Linked DNA regions of Mus musculus: region 1 is linked to region 2. A link is a contact called in public promoter capture Hi-C data. All regions are on one chromosome and are shown on one strand. Each heading gives the region's core, a stretch centred on a gene start, on an enhancer-like site or on the middle of the called end of the contact. The rest is flanking DNA. Distances are from core to core; before and after follow the strand shown.

Region 1 (6,410 bases), core at 1,324-3,823, 4.9 Mb after region 2:
CCCCACACCTTTCTCCTCTGAGCTGTTCCTTGTCCACCTTCAACTTCCATTGCCTCTCTGCTGCCTCAAACACTGCTATCTAGGAGAGGAACACCAGACACATCCATTAGTCACTTGGGCTTTTAACATGACTGTTATCCTCTCCTCTGCTCTTCCCTACACCAAGTTAAGATCAGGGAGACTGGGAGCCCTGGAGCTGGAGCAGGAATCTTGGGGAAACTCTGCTTTATGAATTAGCACCAAAGACACACGAGGTCACAGGCCAAGTCCTGGGGCAGTGATGTTGTTGCCCTGTCCTTGGTACTAGGCATATCATGAATCAATTCAGTCAACGCTACTGCCCCTCTCATAATCTAGCAAGGGACACAAAATGAAGGCCAGACTGGAAAGTGGCCTGTGACTTAACCTCATCCCTTAGAGCAGGGAGCTTTATCTTTTAGGCTGAGCCCCCAGCTTGAGCCAATTGCTTCTCCTCCATCCGTGTGAGGATTCTGTTAAGATGCTGAGTCTGATGATTTAATAGGTCTGTGCTGGGGTCTGAAATCCTGCATTTCTAGCAAGGATCCAAGTGATAAGGTTCTGTGGACCTCATTTTGAGGAATGGACATTTCTCTTTGCTGAGAGGTGATGAGTGGATTAATGCTAATTAATGTACTTCCTTTTACTGTGGTACCAAGTACGAAAATGGTCTCAAGGGCCAGGCAACCTGCTTTCTAAATGCACTCAGCCACCCATACCCCATTTCATCTCTACCATCTATGAGATGCAGGTGGAAGATTTTGACCAGGCCTACTGTGTGGAATCACTCCTTGGTGCTACTTCAGGAGAATCTGCCTAATGACTTAGAAGGAGAGTCATCCCACATGGAATCCCAATGAGGCAAATGTCACCCACCATCTTTCCCAGCAACTCCCAAGTTCCCAGCCAACACAACAAACCCAGAAAAATGTTTCTTTGTTTTTGTTTTAATTAAACCAGCTTTGATTGAAAAATAACCATAAACAGATAAGTTCTGTGCTTTCCATGGGGTGGAGCAGCCACAGACTCCCATTAATTCCCCATTCAGTCAGGAGATCCTGGTGCCGAGTAACCTAGAAAATCTGAAGAACTGTTCAGAGCAGAGCCCTCAGGTGAGTCTTTGTCGGAGACAGGCTCGGTAAGAAAACAAGCACAGACTGTAAACCTAGGGCAGGGAACAAATTTGCCAAACTTATCGGTAAATGGAGGAAGATGGGGTAGAAGTAATGAACCCAGGAGTCTGACCTCTGATGTGTTGGCAAAACATCAGAGATGGAGGAGGTGCCTTGGAACGAAAAGTTTCCACAGACTGGAACTCACAGGGACATTTGGGGCTGGGGCTGGAGTTCCAAAGCACCGGATTTGGCAGTGCAAGGGTGCTTATGTGGGGAGCACAAGTAAAGGGAGGAAAGACCTCAAATTGGAGAGGGCGCTTCAGTCTGGTGGTGAGACAGCCAGGGTCTCCCCAGGGATGGAGGAGGGCAGGGAAGGCTTAGCCCCAAGCAAGGCTCGGGGACCCAGCGAATTGCGCCACGCTGCGGGCGGGCGGGTACGGGTACCACGGACAAGCTCGCACTGCTCCAGCGCAGGCCGGGGCAGAAGGCTCCACCAGGCGCTCCCGCAGCGGAAAGCGACTCACAGGTAGCGCTCCAGCCCCGGCGCGAAGCCCGGCTGTCTCAGGTAGGCTTCCCCGGCTCCGAGCGGCCCGAGCGCGCCGGCCGATCCCGCCAAGGCCAGGAGAGGCTGGGCGGGCAGCGGCGCGGGTAACCCCAGGCGCTCGGACGCTGGCGAGTAGAGCGGCGGCGAGGCTGCGGCGGCACAGGGCGGGAAGGCGGCGTCGGGCGCGGCGCAGCAAGGCGGCTCGGGCGCCACGGGTCCCGGCGGCTCAGGCTGCAAGCCCAACAGGCTGTCCAGGCGGAAGAGGCGCGCGGGCGGAGCGGACGCGGGTGCTGGCGGGGGCGGGAAGGGCGCATAGGGGAAGGGCGGCGGCGGCGGCGGCGGTGCGGGCAGCTCAGCGCGCTTGAAGCGCTTGCGGCGCCGCAGGAAGCTACCGTTGTCGAACATGTCAGCGGCCGCGGGATCGAGCGTCCAGTAGTTGCCCTTGCCCGGATTGCCCGGCTCGCGCGGCACCTTGACGAAACAGTCGTTGAGGGTGAGGTTGTGGCGGATGCTGTTCTGCCACTTGCGCGGGCTGTCGCGGTAGAAGGCGAAGCGCTCGGTGATGAAGCGGTAGATGGCTGCCAGCGTTAGACGGCGGCCGGGAGCGTGCGCCAGGGCCATGGCAATGAGCGCGATGTATGAGTAGGGCGGCTTCCCACGCTGTAGTGGCCGCCGCCGTCGCTTCCCCGGGCCAGGCACGGCCGTGGGCTCGGCGTCCCCACCGCCCACCACTTCCTCCGGTTCGCGCCCCGGTTCGGCTCCCGCCAGCGTCGGCAGCTGCGGCCCGGACGGCGTGAGCGAGGGCAAGGCCGGGAAGCCCGAGAAAGCGACTTGCGCATCCATGTGCGGGGGGTGGGGGTGGGGGTCCTAGGGATGCGGAGTCCCTGCTCGCGCCCCGGAGAGCGGGGGTCGCAGGTTCGCCTTATATGGACACACACACTCCCACCTCCCGAGGAGAGGGCCCTGACCTGCCCTCTAATTTGCTTTCCCAGCCCCCTTCCCGGGCTGGCAGCCCACCTCTGTTTCTCCCCCTCCCTTGGTCTAGTCCCTCTGGGTCAATTTTTTTCAGACCCTCCCTCATCCCTGAGTCAGTCTCTGGGCCCCATCCCCATCCCGTGGTATTTGGTAGTACTGCTCCCATTACCCCCGCCCCTTTGGGTCAACCCCAATTACAAACACACCCATTCAGCACACTCTACTGCCCTCTCCCCATTTTGTGCCTTGTAGAGGTCAGATCCCCCTTAGCCTTCCCCATGCTTCTAGTTCCCGCTCCAGCAGTCTTTGCTAGCCTCAGGCATCCTATGTAGCTGGTCAGGGAGGCATCAGGCTCCTTTGGACAGCAGAGAACCAGAGTGAAGATGATGGAAGACAGCAAGACAGCGCAGAACCAGGCTGCCTTTGTTGCAGGGGAAAATGTTTAGAAGCCCTAACTCCTTTCCCTGCTGCACCCCCTTCATCCTTATCCATCCCTGACTCCAGGGAAACTTGTTTCAAACATACATAACTCCACCTCTCCCCCCCAAAAGGCGCATACCCCCCCCCACATGCTTCCACTGAAGGCAGGGCTGAGCGAACTGCTTTCTGATGTAGCATTATCAGTGGGTAGAGAGAGGGGAGAGTTTTTGTTAAAATGCCCCACCAGCACACAGAGAGAGCCAAAGGCGGAGAAGCCTTGTTCTTAAAGCAGGCAGACTGACAAGATCAAGGGAAGTAGAGGCAGAGCAAGGAGCACAGAGACAAGAGAAGGTCTTACTGTGACAAGTCCCAGAGGCACTTACTGCCAAGGTCTTGTGAGTACAGCCAGCCCTTGAGAAAATTTGGGCACCCATCAGACTCCATCTCTGATGAAGCATATCTTATCCCTTACCTCGAGAGGAGAGGGCTCGGACCTGCCCTCTAATTTGCTAGTCTAGTGCAGATGCCCAAAGCTAGATTCAGGTGGCCTGTAGCCAAGGATGCAAAATCCAAATTCAAGCATGGGGCTCAAAGACTCCCCTCCTGTACACAGCTGATAACAAATCACAGCTACCACTGTTTAGCATTTTGTATTTGGTAAATACTTATAGTATTTCACTGGCATTTAAGCTCCACTGGGCGGTAGTACTATCCCCGTTTCTTGGCTGAGGGAACAGGTGCTCTGAGAGGTAAAGTAGTATACCTCGACTCCCACAAGGTACACTAATAGTGGCAGAGCAGAAATGAAACCCTGTGGTCAGAGCACTACCCATCACTGCTCTTCTAATGCCTTTCCTTACAATGGAAGCTTTAGTCCAGCATAGTGGCATGCATGTGTGGTCCCTGCACTGGAGAGACTGAGGCCACTTATAGGCTAGGCTAGGCTAGGTTAGGCTAGGCTAGGCTATGTAGTGGTACTCCATATCAAAAATAAATAAAAGGGGCTTGATGGCTTGATAAATGGGGAAGATGGCTTGATGAGTCAAGTTCTTTTTTTTTTTAATGAGTTAAGTTCTTGACATGCAAGTGTGAAGTCAGAACTTCAGAACCAACATGAAATTGGACTCAGCAGTGTATCAGTAGTCCCGGTACCCGGGTGACAAGACAGGAGGCAGAGACAAGGGAATCCCCAGAAACTTGTGGGGAGTTGTCCTACTGTAGGCAGCTGTGAACAAGAGACCCTGTCTCAAAGGTGAGGACTGACACTCAAGATTGTCCTCTGACCTCCACACATGGGCACTTCCAAATGCATGCATACCCCTACACACCATTTGTATAACATGCACACAAAGGAGAGATAAGACTTCATAAATGAATTACAGTAGAATTCCTCCAGTTTGCCCCACTTCAGCTGCCAAAGTTACTTCCCGGTCTCTCTCCTGACCTCCCGGTCAACTGATGGAGATGCCCATTGGGCATCACCTCACAACGTCTCAAAGCTCCCTCCCCAGCCTCAGCCTGCTCGGTTACCAACCTTCCCAGTCTCAGTAAGTACCATCCCTTCTTTGAATGAGTCCCTATACCAGGCCACTGCCACATCCTGTCAAGGCCACACAGATCCCAAATCCATTTCTCCTTCAGTTCTGGACTCAGTTCAGCTGCCTCATTCACCAAGAGCTTCCGAGCCAGGCCTTTTGCCAATGCTCAGGACCAGATAGAAATGAAATGGTCCAGAGGAGAAATGGACAGTTACACACAGGGAAGGGGGGTGGAGGAGAATGGGGAAGCAGACAGGAAGATGATGACACTTGCAGGTCAAGAGACAATGTCCCAAACAAAACAAGGACGACTGTGTTAGAACAGACCCTGCTCCTCTACCCGCTCCTCAGTTCATCCTGTGTCAGCACAGCCCACCTGGAGCACAAGACAGTGAAGTCACATCACACTGCTCACCACAGAAGAGGACAAGGCAAGCCACTGTGGCGGCAGAGCATGGCCCCCAGAGCCACATGAGCAAGGTCACCTCTTGCTCAAGCCTGCCAAGTGAAAGCAATGGCATCTCCATAGTAAGGGATGTATAGAAGGCCCGGCCTGCTGTGGATCTTGATAAGAAGCTCCCCCCACCCCCACCCCCACCCCCCCACCCCCACTGTGTTAATCAGGGGGCAAAGAGAGCCATTCTGGCTATCTTTCCAGACAGTGTTATCCTGCAGGTGGACTCAAATGCAGAACTAGTATTGATAGAGCCTTAGCCTTTCTCGCTTTCCTCTAGGGAATGAAACTCCTTTCATAGCTCATAGCTTCTGTGTAATACCTCCAAGGAAGAAATTAGTTGTAATTGCACTCTATGGCTGACTACAGGGGTTTTTTGTTTGGTTGGTTGTTTGGTTGTTTGGTTGGTTTTTGTTTGTACCTTCAACTTCCCAGGCCATGTGCATAGTCTGGGACGTAATATATGTTCAATAAATGATCCTGAATGTGTGTCTGGCTATGCTAATTCTGAGAAGGGTGGGGATGAGGAGCTGAGCCAAAGGGGTGAGAACCCAGTTCTTTGTGCCTGCCTACCTTCCCCCCCGCCCCCGCCCTCCATTGGGCCTGCTTCCCAGAGTGGAGCAAGCTGGTGTCAGGGGGCGGCCCAAGGGCTAATCCGCGTTTTCAGCGTGGCTGGGCCCTCTTTTCACAGGCCCTGGGCCGGACGTGATGCGGCTGAGCATCCGGGCATAAGACGGCCAGTGAAGGTGGCCCCTTTCTCATGGGCCTGGATTCCAGGCGGCCCATCGTCTGAGTGGAGCCCCTGGGGCGGGAGGAACACAGTAGCTGGGCTGGGCAGTCCTTTGTCTGACCACACTGGGTGGATATTCGGGCTGGCAGGAGGGATTAATGGCCAGGGATTGGCCCTGGGGCCGGCCTTCCCATTGCCCTTTGGAGGCCAAAGGCCCAGGTCAGGGCACACAACGTTGATGGATCTCCAGATAGGAGTGGAAATTCCCACCCTTGTCCAAAGCTATTTGCGCTAGGCTCTAAGACCCTCTGCCTCAGTGCTGGCTTGAGAAGCACCATTAGCTCAGACAGACTTGGAGGCAGGGACCAGAAGTGCAGTTAGAACTTACCAAGTACTCTCCAGGGGTTGTGGGGAGGAGGTGCTGTAACTGGAAGTCATTTCAGGTCCTTGGATAAGATTCTCACGCCATCATTGCTCATACAGTGCTCTGGAAATAGCTATATTAACCCAAAGAGGTCTCAAGAGGCCAGCCTGAGATGTCCCCAGACCCCTCACCCCCAAAGATCTCTTGTTTATTTGCAAAACACAAGAAAATCAAGAAGGAAGGCCAAAGCGT
Region 2 (6,367 bases), core at 2,328-4,827:
GCGTCCACGCCTGCGTCCAAGCAGGAACAGGAGCCACTATGGTGTGGGAAAACGCTTGTCAGGAATGCCTGCCTTCGGAGACACTGTCTCCCAAGGCGCCTACTTCTTCCTCCAGCCCCTTCCCAGGTGTAGAGTTTGAGCCAAACCAACGGAATCCAGAGCTTTGGAAAGGGGTCTATACGGGAGGGGCAACTCCGTCCCGGAGCCACCGGTTTGGGGATAATTACTTTTAATGTCAGAAAGATTTAGTTTAATATCATCTCTATTAGGCTGCCGGGAGGGTAATTAAACGGGACGCGTCGCAGCCGGCAAACAGATGGCGTCTGCTTGCTCCGAGGCCGCGGGCAAACAGCGCAAAAGTCAATGCTTCCCAGGTCCCCCCATTGATACCCGCAGCCCTTCTCCTAGTCGGTAGTACAGAATCTTCACTCTTGGGCCCCCAACCCCGCATCATCCCGGGCCCCCACCTGGGCCTTCCCTCTGGGCCTCTGCTGTGGAGTGGCCGTGAGTGATAGATGGCGTGGATCGAGCGTGAGGGTGTGGAGGACTTCTTGGCTGGGTGCACACACCCCATCCCCACCCACCGGGCAGACTCATCAGCAGATGATTCTGAGCTGAGGACACTTCTGAAAGTGTGAGCTGGGTCCTCACTGTCAGTCACTTCCTTTGGAGTGGCTTCGGTCTTGAGCTTTTTCTGCCCGGGTCCCGGCAGGCGGAGAAGGTCTGGGGCGCTATGCACTAGCATAATATTGCCTGAGGATATGCCCAGTGCTGAGTGTGCATACTCGCGACCTGGTTTGGCTGGGTCCACAGGCGAACATGCTTAAGAGAGCACACTGTGGAGTTAAACTTTTTGAAAGGGTCCCTTAGGTGGGAGAACGTCAGAGGTGAGCGCACCCCCCCCCCCCGTGTGTACATGAAAGGTGTGTCCGACCCTGCACTGAGGTCCTAAGGGTGGAGTTCTGTTGGGATGTGCGTGGTGGTGGTGGTGGTGATGATGATGGGTCTTCCTTGTCCTCCTGTTGGATATGTGCTCCCTAAGGCTAGCGGCTTAGCTGGGTCACTTCCAGTCCTCTCCATTTTGGGCAGGGCTCCTATCAGCAGAAGCTAACATCAGGAAGGGCCTGGGAAGCCGACAAGGGCATGGTTCTCTCAGTCCAGAACAAGCCTTTTTTTTCCTGATTCCTTCCTTAATTCTTCACGTGAATGCCCCCATCGGCGACTTGGGAAAAGAGAGCTTGGAAACTCAGACCCGGGGAGATATCAACTAGAGGAAAGAGCATCCGGATCGGGGTACACCCTGTGGTTTGGCCTGAGCTGTTTTGCAGGATGCGATACCTCCTGCCTTTTAAGAAAAGGAAGTTCAGCCCGGCATGGTGGCTCAGGACTTTAATCCCAGCACTGGAAAGGCAGAGGCAGGCGGATCTCTGTGTGTTCAGAGTCCAGCCTGGTCTACAAAGCGAGTCTAGGCAGGGCTTGTTACACTATGAAACAACCCTGTCTGTGGGAAAGGAAGAAACAAAACAAGACAAGACAAAACAGGTTCGATCCAGCTCAAAGCAAGAGCTGGGGTTCCGGTAACCGTTGTCGTCTCCATCTAAGTGTCAGGACATCTAAGTGCGCAAGCCTCAGGTGCGAGAAAAGTTAGGCCACCCTTCCCAGAAAACTAAGCGGATCTGGTTAGGTTATTTTGTTTGGGGGTCCACATTTTTTTTCTGAAATATTCCCCCCAAAAGCTCTAAAAGCAGGCGAGTAGAAGCCTCGCGTGGAATCTGGCAGCACGCGAAGCCTCCCTGCCCCTCCCTCCCACAGGCCAGCACTCAGGCATAGTCAGAGTTATTCTACCCTCTGGCCCCTGGAGATCTCGAGACCCTTAACTCCCTATCAAATCCTTTCTCCCGGCTCTGGAGAACTTTCCCTGTGGCGGGCACCAGGCTACTATTCTATATTATTCGTGTCCAGGCTCCTTTGAAACAGGCCTGGCGAACTTTCTGGAAGCTGTCTGCTAGATTCTGAGGCTCAACGCCCCTTCTTATCTCCCCCAGTCGGATCCTCAGTTGGCTCCTTGGGCGGAGCGCATCCTGACCCTTGCAGGACCATGGTTCTGTTTTGGGGTCCTGCTGATCTCCTCTTCTTTCCAGTCCCAGTCGCGGGTCCTCCTGAGGCAGGCTCTGGGTGCCTAGCAGATGACCGTCTGCAGTGGCAGAGACCCGACTTCCGACGCCCAAGGGTTTCTAAAAATCAATGCCAAAACGCACGGCAGGGATCGGAAAGGGAGTAAGGAGATAGTTTCGCATTTCATTTAAACGAATTTTCTTTACTCTGAAGGAGAAAAGTAGAAAGCAAAAATGAGAGTAACAGAATGTTAGCCTCAAAGGCAAAGGAAAAGTCCGAGCTGGAGGGTGACACAGTCCAAGGATTTAAACATCAGTAACAGATGGGAATAACTAGGAAGAGATACAAAATTCGAACTTGTTACCTCCTCCGCAGACCCAAGGGGGTTCTCGGGCCGTGACGTCAGCACGGGTCGAGGAAGGCCAAGTCAAAGCAGGTCCAGTGCCCTCGCCCCCTGCGGAAGTCTTGTGGGCTGATGGGTCTGACCGTCTGGCCGGTTCCTCCAGCCTCCAGAGGATCTGGGGAGTCGCAAAGGCGGCTTTTTACTTTGGCTTTAAAAAAAAAAAGTTACAAGTAAACTTTGTTAATTTCAAACAGCCACAAAAAGAATTCCACAAAAAAGGGCAGCAAGATGCAAAGAAATTCGGAAAGGCAAGGAGGGCACAGGGGGCCGAGGGAAAGGGCAGGGGCGCAGGGAGAGGAGAAGCTGCAGCGCTTGGACCCACGTTCCTCCCGGGGCTCCTAGCTTGAAAACACAAATCCTTACAAATCGCACTTACCACTCCGTGACGCCCACGGTGTCAGGACTTTGCAAACGAAGAAACTAAGCATTAAAGGTGATAGAGGGCGGGGGAAGGGAGCAAACCGGCTCTCAACTACCTCGGAGCCCGTCGGACGTGGAAGCACACGGTCACGGTCAGAAGGAAGCCAGCAAAAACCATCTTGGCAAGTCTGCGGTGAACGCCCTCCCTCCCCCACCCCGGCACCCGGGTTCCACTCCCACTTCGACAGCGGTAATTGAATTGTCACCTGCTCCTGTCCCGCCCCAGGCCTCCGGGGCCACTTGGGAAGCTAGGCCTTGCCAAGCGCCCCGGGCCAAGGGAGAGTGGCTCAGTGGAGCCGGAGCCCCAGGAGTAGAGGGGTTACACACGTCTACGCGGAGAGGCGCACCGGACACGGTAATTAGGAGCAATTCACACGCTCTCGGGCGCACGGAAACTTCTTGTCACGACATTTGCAACGCTCCTCCTCGCGCACTCCTTCCCTGGCGCCCCCTCCCATCCCGCAGGCACTCAGCAGAGCGTGCGGAGTTTCGAATCTTTCGGACACTGTAGAATGAGGGGCTCCCCGGGCGCGGGCCCGGCCAATCAGAGCGCCGACTGTCTCCCCTGGCCAATGGCAGGCGCCACATTGTTGTCCAATTCTGTCTAATGGAGCCCTGAGGAGCAACAATAGAGCGGGCGAGCGGCTCATTGAGAGCTGGCAGCGCCGGACTACCCGGCCCGGGGCGAGCGCAGCGTCCGGAGCGCACCGAGGGGACGCCGGTTGCAACCAGCCCGCCCTCGGCCAGGCCCCCGGCCCCGAGGCCCCTCCGGGGTGTTGGACTGCTGTGTTCCTAGAGGGGTCCGGAAGTTCGGACATGGTGGCTGAAGGAGGGTGACGTGGTCAGAGAAGGGGCCGGGGGCAGAGGGACGAGGCCAAGAGAGCCGAGGCGCGAGCCGAGCTGGGCGACGCGTGCTGCGCCAACAGAGGAGGAGCCCGGAGCTCGAGGCAGGTAGGGGAGGGCCGGCAGCCGAGCAGGGGAGGCGACCGGGTCGGTGGCCCCCGAGGGCGAGGCCCAGGCCCTGCCGGGCCTTGGGCATTGAGTGCTTGAGGGTCTGGGGGAAGAGGCCTCGGAGCACACGGTGCTCTGGGATTCCCAGACCCGGACCCCAGGAGCGGCTCCCGGCTCTGGCGGGGACCCGGGCTGCGTGGCGGGGAGTGGAGGCCGCGGCGGAAGCCAGGAGCAGGGCCTGCTGGGCCTTCTGCGGCTGCGGCGCAGGTGAGACTCTCGGGTCCCTTCAGGGTCAGTTTTGGAGGCGACTTCCTGGCCTCCTTTGAGGCCTGCTGGATTGTGCAAGTCCCAGAACCCTGGTCTGAGACCAACACTCTGGAACCTGCGCACAAGCGGGGTCCCAAGAGGTCCCAGGATGAGGAGGGCGTGTCTGAGGACTCAGTTCCTAAACTGGGAGGGGTGGGGGTTGGGTAAGAGGCATTGAGCAAAAGGACTCTGGCTCCTGCAAAGTCTAACTTTTCTGAAGATGTGCTTTCCTCTGACTACTCCAGACTAAAAGTCTAACCCCCAAGCCACAGGTTTCACCCTATCCCCGCCCTACCTTTTGCTGGAGATTTTTTTCCTAAGCAGCGCTGTCCCTCTCGGTGGACCTCAGTCCGGGTCGCCTTGTCAGCTGTTTCTGGACGTTTTTCTTGTTATTCAACTAATCTTTGAGCTAGGGTGGCCAGTCCAAAGAAAGTTTCTTCCGATGGCTTTTCTCTCTTCTCAGCTCTCCTACACTCAGTTCTGTGGAATAGAACTAACCCTTTAGAGGCTCAGACCACAGTATTTGCAGAATTCTTTTGGCTGTGATCCCAGGGCCATAAGCCGAACTTTGCCTCCAAGTTTTGTCTTCTAGTTCTTACCCTACTTCTAACAGGAAAAAATTCTTCAGTTCCTTTTTGCTCGAATTCCTCTGCTTCCACATTGAAAGCTACAATTAAGACCCCAGCCCAACCTGTTCACCTCCTCACCCCGCCTGCACATTTCTCTCCTCTTCACCTGTCCACCAAACGGGATCATTTTGCTCCTTTTTTTTTTTTTTTCTTGCTTTGCCTTTGACATCCGCTTGTTGGTCCCAAGTTTTCTCTGTAATCTGAGTCCCTTTCAGGCAAATATTTCTCTTTTCTCGACTCACCCCAATTAACCTAAGCTTTGGGCATAATATTTTCTTTCCAAATCCTCTTTACATTCAACTGCACCAATGACTTCCAAACGTTGTCTTGTTTTTTTCCCCTTGGCGGAACTACTGATTCAAACGAAATCTTACACGTGTAGTCAGATATAAGAGGTCAGTGGTGGGGGTGGGGGCGTACTTGTTTACAGGGAGCTTCCAGTTCGTTTCCCCAGCAGTTTGACAGCCACAAGTTTAGTTAAACTTGTACAACCAAAGTTTCCCAAAATGGGTTTCTGCAGGCCGTGCTTAAGCCTAGTGACTGTATTACCCTGACTCAGGTATCCCCACTTTCCCCACGCTAGGTCCAGCCATGGAGCTGCGCTCGGAGCTGCCCAGCGTGCCCGGTGCGGCGACAGCAGCAGCGACAGCGACGGGACCACCCGTGGCATCGGTGGCGTCGGTGGCTGCGGCGGCAGCTGCCGCAGCATCGCTACCAGTGAGCGTGGCCGGAGGCTTGCTGCGGGCGCCGCCGCTGCTGTTGAGGGCAGCGGAGAAGTACCCGCGGACCCCCAAGTGCGCGCGCTGCCGCAACCACGGAGTGGTGTCCGCGCTCAAGGGCCACAAGCGCTACTGCCGCTGGAAGGACTGCCTGTGCGCCAAGTGTACGCTCATCGCCGAGCGCCAGCGCGTCATGGCGGCTCAGGTGGCCTTGCGCAGGCAGCAGGCGCAGGAGGAGAACGAGGCGCGCGAGTTGCAATTGCTGTACGGCACTGCCGAGGGCCTGGCGCTGGCCGCCGCCAACGGCATCATCCCCCCGCGGCCTGCCTACGAAGTCTTTGGCTCGGTTTGCGCCACCGACGGCGGGGGTCCTGGAGCTGGAGCGCCCGCGGGGAGTGCAGGGGGCGCAGGGGGCGCAGGTGAGAGCACGGTCACACTGGGGGTGGGGTGGGGTCTGGAAGGAGGAGCCCAGGGGACACAGGGCTGGTGCGCGAGGCCTAGTGGCTTGTTCCTTCCCTGACAAAGTGCAGCTCCCTTCCCTAGATGCTCCAACTACTTAACTGTGGCTCTCCACCCACTCATAAACTCTCTGCCCTGCCTGCAGTTTTTATACTTTCTTCCTCGCCCTCACCCCAGGCCCCAAGGCAACACTTTAGCCTTACTCTTGTTAGGGGGCAGGTCCTTAGTTACTGCCCAACTCATTTAGCTGGGCCTTCTCCCCTGGCAGCCCGGAAGCCGCCCATCTGTTCTGCTCTGAGCTTCTTACAGGCCACCACTCTCTTTTCTTCCCAACTCTTCTGAAAAGACCCTGGCAATCCTTCTAA

The links. Promoter capture Hi-C pulls out the DNA fragments that hold promoters and counts their contacts.
Region 1: a contact with region 2 is called in a promoter capture Hi-C map of embryonic stem cells. The contact joins the promoter of Foxe3 here to the promoter of Dmrta2 in region 2. A contact is called at or near these places in 3 of 39 promoter capture datasets (cranial neural crest, embryonic stem cells and maxillary cranial neural crest) and 11 of 484 Hi-C or Micro-C datasets (cerebral cortex, embryonic stem cells, frontal cortex and 2 more).

Annotation. Positions count from the first base shown.
Region 1 is chr4:114,923,494-114,929,903 of GRCm38.p6, forward strand. It overlaps Foxe3 (forkhead box E3), which reads right to left and starts at 2,574. Exons shown (of 1, transcript NM_015758.3): 1 at 950-2,574. The coding sequence starts at 2,520. The coding sequence ends at 1,654.
Region 2 is chr4:109,974,448-109,980,814 of GRCm38.p6, forward strand. Dmrta2 (doublesex and mab-3 related transcription factor like family A2) reads left to right here and starts at 3,578. Exons shown (of 3, transcript NM_172296.2): 1 at 3,578-3,889; 2 at 5,408-5,962. The coding sequence starts at 5,416. It overlaps Dmrta2os (a long non-coding RNA gene), which reads right to left and starts at 5,165. Exons shown (of 4, transcript XR_868017.3): 1 at 4,491-5,165; 2 at 2,895-4,339; 3 at 2,480-2,666; 4 at 1-2,322.